Linked DNA regions of Gossypium hirsutum: regions 2 and 3 are each linked to region 1. The links are chromatin contacts, called in public Hi-C maps. All regions are on one chromosome and are shown on one strand. The core of a region is the stretch at or near the end of the contact, and the rest is flanking DNA. Distances in the headings are between cores, read along the strand shown.

Region 1 (2,626 bases), core at 72-2,571:
ATGTTTATATATAATTTAAAAGATTTAACATTAAGTTATTTGGGAAAGACAAGATGATGAGTGTTGAATTTAAAGCGGCAATTTAAGAGATCCATCTTACTAGTTAATATAGCTTTGTATCCATTATGTTTAACGTTCTTTTTATATTATTTTCTAAGATATTCTAAAAAGAATTATACGAAATAGAGACATTACGTCATTTTTAAGGAAAAATTATATAAAATAGAGATGTTATATCATTTTATATCTTTTACTAATTATTTAATGTCATTTCAATATCTTTTTTTATGTAATTAACATATTATTTTAATAATTTTTTAATTTAAATCTTGAATCTTAAATTCTAAATCTTGGACCCTAAAATTCTAGACCTTGAACTTTTAACTCTGAACTCTAAATTTTAGACTTGAGTCTAGAGTTTCAATAACCAAGATACAAAGTTTAAAATTTAAAGTTCAAAATTTAAAGTCCAAAATTCAAGATAAAAAATTTATTAAAATAATATATCAAGGACATAAAACCCCCTTTATTTTATACAATTTTTGTTTACAATTTATTTCTAACATATTTGAGTTTTCTCCACTCCTTTCCTTTGATGGTAATATTTTATATATAAATGAAATTATCTTTTTGAAAAAAAAAGGTAAAGTGGGTTCGATAACGAAAGCGACCAAGACCAAGGGTTTTAATACTTTGGAATTATCATAATCCAACTTTGTTTTCTTCGTCTTATCTCTCTCAGCCTAATTTCCCCTACTTTGCATTTTAATATCTTACCCTAAAGATAGCCGATAGAAAATTGACACCTCGCCCAAGCTACCCATGTGACACTTAGTCGCAAAATGAAATTATTCATGAATAGAGTAAAATTGAATATAAATATAATATTAATACATTTTATATTTAATATGTTAGTGAATTAAATTCACCATGAATTTGAATGGATTTAGATAGACGATAAGGTATAGTATGATGTGTTTAGCGTATGATGTGTTTAGCTTACTTTTTATATCACGCTATAGTATTGGTACAGTGTTTAATTTCATCGCCACTACTATTTTTACATAAACTGTAATTAAATGTATTTTCCATCCAAATTAATTCTCAAAGAATTAACTTTCACTAAACTTCAAGAAAATTGTATCTAAAAGACAATATTTTCGTTTTTATACAGGGGCAGTTAATGTTTTACCTGTTATTCTCTTAATTTGATTTGTGATGCATAGCAAGTAATGTAGTAAAAAAGTTTAACTCAGTGAGATGTATTACCATTTTTCAATTTCATTTATGAGAATTAGAGGGTTGTGCTATCAATAAACATAAATTAACTCTGATTATAGTTGTGCTCAATAAATATATAAAATGAGAGTGGAACAGCAAACAAATATGGTTGGATGAGGACAGCCATGCAGGCGTTGGCGTTGGCGTTGGCGTTGGCGTTGGAACTCAACCAAGCAACTTTGAGACCAACGAAGCAGTTCAAAGATTTGGAGCAGCTGTTGATTAAAGCCTACTAACTTGGGTTTCTCCGTACACTCTTTTCTTCAAACGTCACTCCCTCCTCCGCCTTCTTACACGACACCTCCTTAAATAAAATCGTCGACCCAACTAACTCCTTTTATAATTTTTACTATTAATTAATACCCATTGTTCGACTCCAAATTTTGATTAAAAATAAATAAAGCAAGAGATTATAGCCTAAGCAAAGAGTGATAATGGGGAGCAAGAACAATGGAAGAACAACCCTTGAAGTTGGAGTTGATGGAGTTGCTGTTATCACCATCATCAATCCTCCTGTCAATTCTCTTTCTCCTGATGGTACCCCCTCTTTTCATTTTCTTCTTTCTTTATCTTTCCTTTTTGCCTATTGATTTTGAGTTATGGAATTTGGGATTTCTTTGTTATTTATGACCCACACTTTTTCTATGCAAATTGCTTTATAAAGTTTTGATCTTTTTGGGGTTCGTTAGCAAAAGAATTGTATTGGGTTTTATTTAGCTGCAGAGGAAAACAGATGTATTTATCAACTTGATATTCATTTTTCTTGCAAAGATTGGAATTTAGAGGGCTTATACTTGAACCATTAATGTTGACCTACAATTCTCTTACATGGTTCTGTGTTGGTCGGTTTGCAAGTAATTCACTTTATGCTACTCAAAATAGGGCTTATATTTGAACCATTAATGTTGACCTACAATTCTCTTACATGGTTCTGTGTTGGTCGGTTTGCAAGTAATTCACTTTATGCTACTCAAAATATGGTTCTTTTATTGATTGAATTATATAGCAATAGATAAAGCTGTAGAAAAACTCCAGATTATATACTTGTATTCCGTAATAGAGAAAAAGAGTGTTAGATTTTAAAAGAAAATTGTGAAGCATAATTGGGGTTCGAAGGCAAATTTGGATCTATAATTTCATTGTTCTTTTTTTTGCTTGGTATATTGCCCAAATTAGGTTATATGGTTACATGAAAACAATAGTCATCATTCTTCCCCCACAATTACATTTTAATGATTTTGTATATGTGAGAAGATATGCAATTGATCTCCCTTGGCTTTGTGTGTCCTCCTTACAGTGTTGTATAGCTTAAAAGAGAGTTACGACAAGGCCTTACAAAGAGACG
Region 2 (2,626 bases), core at 45-2,544, 240 kb before region 1:
AATAATAAGAACCAAAGAATAAAGTGTTGTGATGAATCTAAAATGGTGTCAAGGTTGTAGTATTGACCAACTTTGGAGAGGATTGGATTCCAATACATTGGTGTAAAACAATTAATTGAAGGGAGGTTTGGCATTAAAGCAAACACACTGGTTCGTACACCACGTCTTTGTATAGGGTTTTCAAATAGCTGCCAAAGCCTTAAGTAAGACCACGTACCCCCAAAAATCAGAAGAAGCATGAATCGAGACAAAAGGAAGGGCAGAGATCAGCTAAGTAAAAGTACATTCGTCGGCTCTTATTTGAATAACATATGCCTTTTTTTATTTATTGTGATTTATTCTCCTTTTAAAAAATCCAAGTAGTAATAATCGTGACAAAACTATTTGCTTTACCACCCTATGTCACTCTAAAACAAATCATAATTGTAGTTAGTTCATTTTTGGAATTCTAATTTGAGTCAATTTTTTTAATTTTAAAATATTTTAATTGAACTTTCAAATTAAAATATCCTTTCAATTAAGTCCTTTGACATGAGTTTTTTTTAATAATAAAAAAAAACTCATTTGGATTAATAAATATCTATTTGAATATGAAATACAAGTTAATATTTAACAACCAAATTAATGACTAGATTGATGGAAACACTTAATTTGAACTATACTGTAAATTGGGGTTCAATAAAAAGATTTTGAAGTTGATAGAGTAAATTAAAATTTAATGGTGAAAGTACTCGCAAAGTCCCTCTATTATAGGAATTGAATAAAATAAGGCTTAGTGTCTCTATCATATTAAATTAATCAATTTAATCGTGAATTAATAGAAAGAATCAAATTGTAATAAAGTTAACATTTATTGTTAAAGTGAAGAAAGGGGCAGGAGGTAAGGGTCCTAGTTTTTATTTTAGCCCCTTCAAAATTTATAAAGGTATAACTTAATAATAGCAAAATTATAGTTTAACCCTCTAAAATAATGAAATTTTAATTTAATCATTTTCAAGACTTGAATACAATAATAAAATTATATTTTAACTATCTTAAAAATATAAAATTTAATTTCTTCTCCTCCAAAAGAATTCTACTTTCACCTGTTTATTATATAAAAATGATTATTTTTCATTAACATTTCAACTGGATGTCTACAACAGAGGATGCTGCACCCAAAATTAACTCATAATGTGCAATGGAATTAAGTAAAATAAAGAAAAGGTTAAAAAAATGGATAATGAGAAAGAAAGAAAAGAAAAGAAACTTGAAATGAAAGGGATAATAAGTGGGATGCGTGGCAGTTAAAAGAATAAGCAGTACAAAGTCAAATCCTTGGCTACACAAATCGTCCTTTCTTACTGCTACTGCTGTATCAACCCCCTCCTCTTCCCTCCGCTCTTTATAACTCCCTTCTTTCGATTTATATTTTTCTCTCATCCAAACAAACCACATCACTCTCCCAAAAAGGAATGAAAAGATGGTGGGACTGAGTGTAGTTTTGGAGAATCAAAAGAGTGGTAACCATAACATATTCAGTAAAAAAACCCCGCAACTTATTAGCAAAACAACCATGTTAATCAACACCAGCAGCAAAGTTTCTTCATCTTCTTCGAGCTCTTCTAGGTTGTCTCCTCCTACCACCACTTCTCACATGGTTCCTTCCTTTCTTGAACAATGCTTCCTTTGCAAACAAAAACTTTTGCCTGGAAAAGACATCTACATGTACAAGTATGTTTTTTTTTTCCTTTTTCTTTTTTTGTCGACTGTTTCTTTCTGTATGATTGATTCATGGTTTTTCTTTTGTTGTTGTTGTGATTGTTGGTAGGGGGGATAGGGGTTTTTGTAGCGTGGAGTGTAGGTGCAGGCAAATTTTCATGGATGAAGAAGAGAGTTTGAAGAAAGAAAATTGCTGTTTGGCTTCCATGAAAATTAAACCTTCAACACCTTCACCTTCTTCTTCTTCAGGCTCTCGCCATCATCGCAAAGCTTATTGAGAAACCTATGCAGCTGCCAAGAACTGGAAAACTTTTTTTTTTCATTTTGGTTAATTTCAATTGTATTTTTCCAGTGTAGGCTTGGCTAATTTTGTAATGACGGTGCCATGCGCTGTCGTTTTGCATGCTGGAATGAAGCCAAAAGAGCTTTTCCTTGTCTTTTAACTATTTTTGCCTTGAACATATATGGGATTGGTAGAGGAGCCCATGGTTTTGCTTTATTCCCTTCTCATTTAACATTTAGGATAACTAAAATAAATATTAAAAAAAACAAAACAATAATGGAGACCATTCATGGTATTTTACAGTTTGATTCATTTTTTTAATAAAAATACATGGATTCTATTATATTTTAAAATTACAACTACATAAATCAATTGATTTAACTATGTTTAAATTTGGCATTTTTTAATAAAATAAAATAAAATTAGTAAAATTCCAAAGAGTTTTATGATTTTATTGCAGGTTTGTTGTGTTTCAAAACGACAAAACATTTCATAGTAATTGAAAATATTGTTTTATCTGGACTGCATTTTACTGGTATTATTCTGGAGGGAATGAAGAATTAGTAATCTATAAAGAATAAACAAATTACTACTTGCCATTAAGGATCATTAATTTTCTTTTTCTTTATTTCTTTCACTTGT
Region 3 (2,626 bases), core at 72-2,571, 140 kb after region 1:
TGGTTCAAACAGGAAATTAATTTGGCACATCGTATTGTACCCTATTCACCTCCTTAAATATCCTCTTCTCGTTTACAACTTTTTATCTCTTTCTCTCACCTTCGTTATCTCTCCATGTAGGAAGATACAATGTAATAGTAGCAATTATGGCCAACTTAACGAGTTTTGGTGCACTAATGACTGTGTTTTTCTAACTTTTTGACGTATTGTTTTTTGTCACTTTACTTTTTACTTTTTTCTCACTCATAATGCTTTTGTTTCTTTTTGTACTTTTTCTTCTCATTTTACCTTTTTTTTTGAATTTTTCATTTTTGCACACTTTTGTCTAACCTATAATTATTATATCATATTTTTTCTTCCTATTTCACTTTGATTTTTCAAAACCACCTTTATGTATCTACCTATCCCTCAATATGTATGGTCGAACGTCTAAGTTCATGCATTTCAAGGACCAAGGAAAAAAAGATAAGTACAATTTATGTTTTGGCTCAGTGTTTTGTATGAAGGTTTTCCACAAGAAATAATTTCTGGCTCAAATACAGGTACTAAAGAATGATAAATAAGGTTAGCTTTTTGGCTTTATATTTACACCAAAAAATGCCTTAGGTCAACCCTAGGTACTTCAATCATCTATTGTCCATACTAGCATGTTTGTTTCCCTGTATTTTCCCCTATCATTTGGTACACTCAATTACTTAATGTATATTTATAGTGTAATATATAAAACTAATTAGTCTAACAATTAATAATTTAAAATCACCTACTTCATATCAAATTTACAGCAAATACAACCAACCTATATACACGCTCCTAACTAATCACTTGTATTTCTACTAGCTTAAGCACACATTAGACAATAAATATTAATTAAAATAAAGTAGAAAAATAAAAATAAAAATAAAAATAAGAGCGTAAATTTCCTATGTTATCCCCCACACTTTAGGTAGCATATTGTTCCTAATGTGCAACCCTAATGTATAAAAGAAGGAAGTTACTCGCTTTTTATTGAAGTTGCTCCAGTCGTATTTTGGGTTTCTCCTCTCTTACTTTTTTTTAAGCTCCTAATTGTAGTGCTATCCTCATATAGGGTTCCTGCATAGAAATCTTATGTTAACATCTATATATATAATAATAATTATTTACCTATTCCTAATCTAAAGCAAAAGTTTAAAATCATCTAAGTTAATTGTTTACAGTCTTCCAAAATAAAAGAACAAATGAGTTTAATTATCAAAATTTGGTGGTTGTCACCTCTCTATTGGAGCTTTCCCTTTGCCCGATACATGTGATCAAGATGAGCCTCCACACGATGAGTGGGCTTGTCATGTTGGGCTTCGAATGACTGAGCCTATGTTCGAGGGCCTCTTCGGTTGGAATGTCTCCTCATAGTCATAATCATTTAGGAAATCATGCTCCATGTCATCCACCTCTTCTTCCTCATTTTCATTCTCTTCCTCATCATTGTCGTTCTTCTCAAGGTGAGATTGCATTGCGTCGTATTTGGTATTCCCTTACCATTTTGCCTTGCAAATTACTGTCCAACCGACCCCATCTCCTGCATCCACCATATCACCTACTCTAAGTCTGAGATGTTGCTCAGCTCTTGGCCTTCCTGAGCTTTTGTAGTTTTCTTATTTTCAACAATGTTGGGATATCCATATTCTCTTTTGGTGTATTCAATCTGCTTCCTTTGAAGCTTAGTATATTTAGTTTATATTGAGTCCTTAATTAGACTCTTGGTCAGATTCATAAACTGTTCAGTTGTTGTAGTTGGAACTCCCGCCTTCTTGCATAATGTTGTTACTAAGTGAGGGAAAAAAACCCCAACTTTTTGGCCATTAATATAGTATTTCATGTTCTCGTAGATCCATGTACCGATACAAACATGTTTTTTCTGCAAAATTGCATATAACAACACAGCACAAAAAGTATTGACGTCAGACACATTTAAAGCAGGTGTAATTCGAGTACACAGAAATTGTATCCACATCTTTGCTATAGGAAACATAATTGCTTGATTAAATGGTGTTGGGACATTAGTGCCTGGTCGGTGCTTCCATTCACACTTACCTTTGGTTAAATAATTTACTACATTTTTCATATCTATTTCCTTAAAGTATGTTAAATTAGTATTTTCGACAAAATTTGAATCATAGTATAGAACATTATAGAATTCACAAATTGCTCTATGGGTGACGAGCACCACTTTTCCCTACTGGTTGTGAATATTGATATTTAATATTTATGAGACTAGCATAGAAATATATTAAAATTTGGTCTAGTAATTTTGTTTAGTTGATAGTTAGTTAAGGTACAAGTGTAATGATCCTAAAATTAGCTGTATTAAAAAATGCAATTTTGGAACCTCATTTTCGATGATTGAGTCTGTAAATATTATTATTTAATATTTATGAGGTTAATATAAAGTTTAATTAAATTTTGGTCTTTTAATTTTGTCAATCGGATAGTTAATTAAGGTACGATGACTAAATTGTAAAAATGGGAAAAGTTAATCTCTATAGATTTTTAATTGCTAAAGGACTATAGTGGTAAGTAAACCATAGTTCAAAATGAAAATTAGGCCATTTTATATGCTATTGCACTCTCGGTTGGAGGGTTTGATAAA

What was found. A called contact is a pair of places that touch in the nucleus more often than the background predicts.
Region 2: a Hi-C map of leaf shows a contact between it and region 1, with 2.7 times the contacts expected there. The contact joins the promoter of LOC107925400 here to the promoter of LOC107896697 in region 1. A contact is called at or near these places in 7 of 34 Hi-C or Micro-C datasets (anther, fibers, leaf and 1 more).
Region 3: a Hi-C map of leaf shows a contact between it and region 1, with 3 times the contacts expected there. The contact joins the enhancer-like site here to the promoter of LOC107896697 in region 1. A contact is called at or near these places in 4 of 34 Hi-C or Micro-C datasets (leaf and seedling).

What each region holds. Positions count from the first base shown.
Region 1 is chrA10:96,947,825-96,950,450 of Gossypium_hirsutum_v2.1, reverse strand. It overlaps LOC107896697 (peroxisomal fatty acid beta-oxidation multifunctional protein MFP2), which reads left to right and starts at 1,321. Exons shown (of 18, transcript XM_016821928.2): 1 at 1,321-1,818; 2 at 2,579-2,626. The coding sequence starts at 1,716.
Region 2 is chrA10:97,187,489-97,190,114 of Gossypium_hirsutum_v2.1, reverse strand. LOC107925400 (FCS-Like Zinc finger 15) reads left to right here and starts at 1,294. Exons shown (of 2, transcript XM_016856061.2): 1 at 1,294-1,713; 2 at 1,811-2,144. The coding sequence starts at 1,463. The coding sequence ends at 1,979.
Region 3 is chrA10:96,807,151-96,809,776 of Gossypium_hirsutum_v2.1, reverse strand. No RefSeq gene overlaps it. Among protein-coding and RNA genes, the nearest start is that of LOC107895516, 24 kb to the left of the region's middle. Within about 2 kb of position 1,321, at least 1 of the 9 cell types and tissues checked has an H3K27ac peak or open chromatin away from gene starts, as enhancers often do. A contact at or near this core is called in leaf, where this site is marked.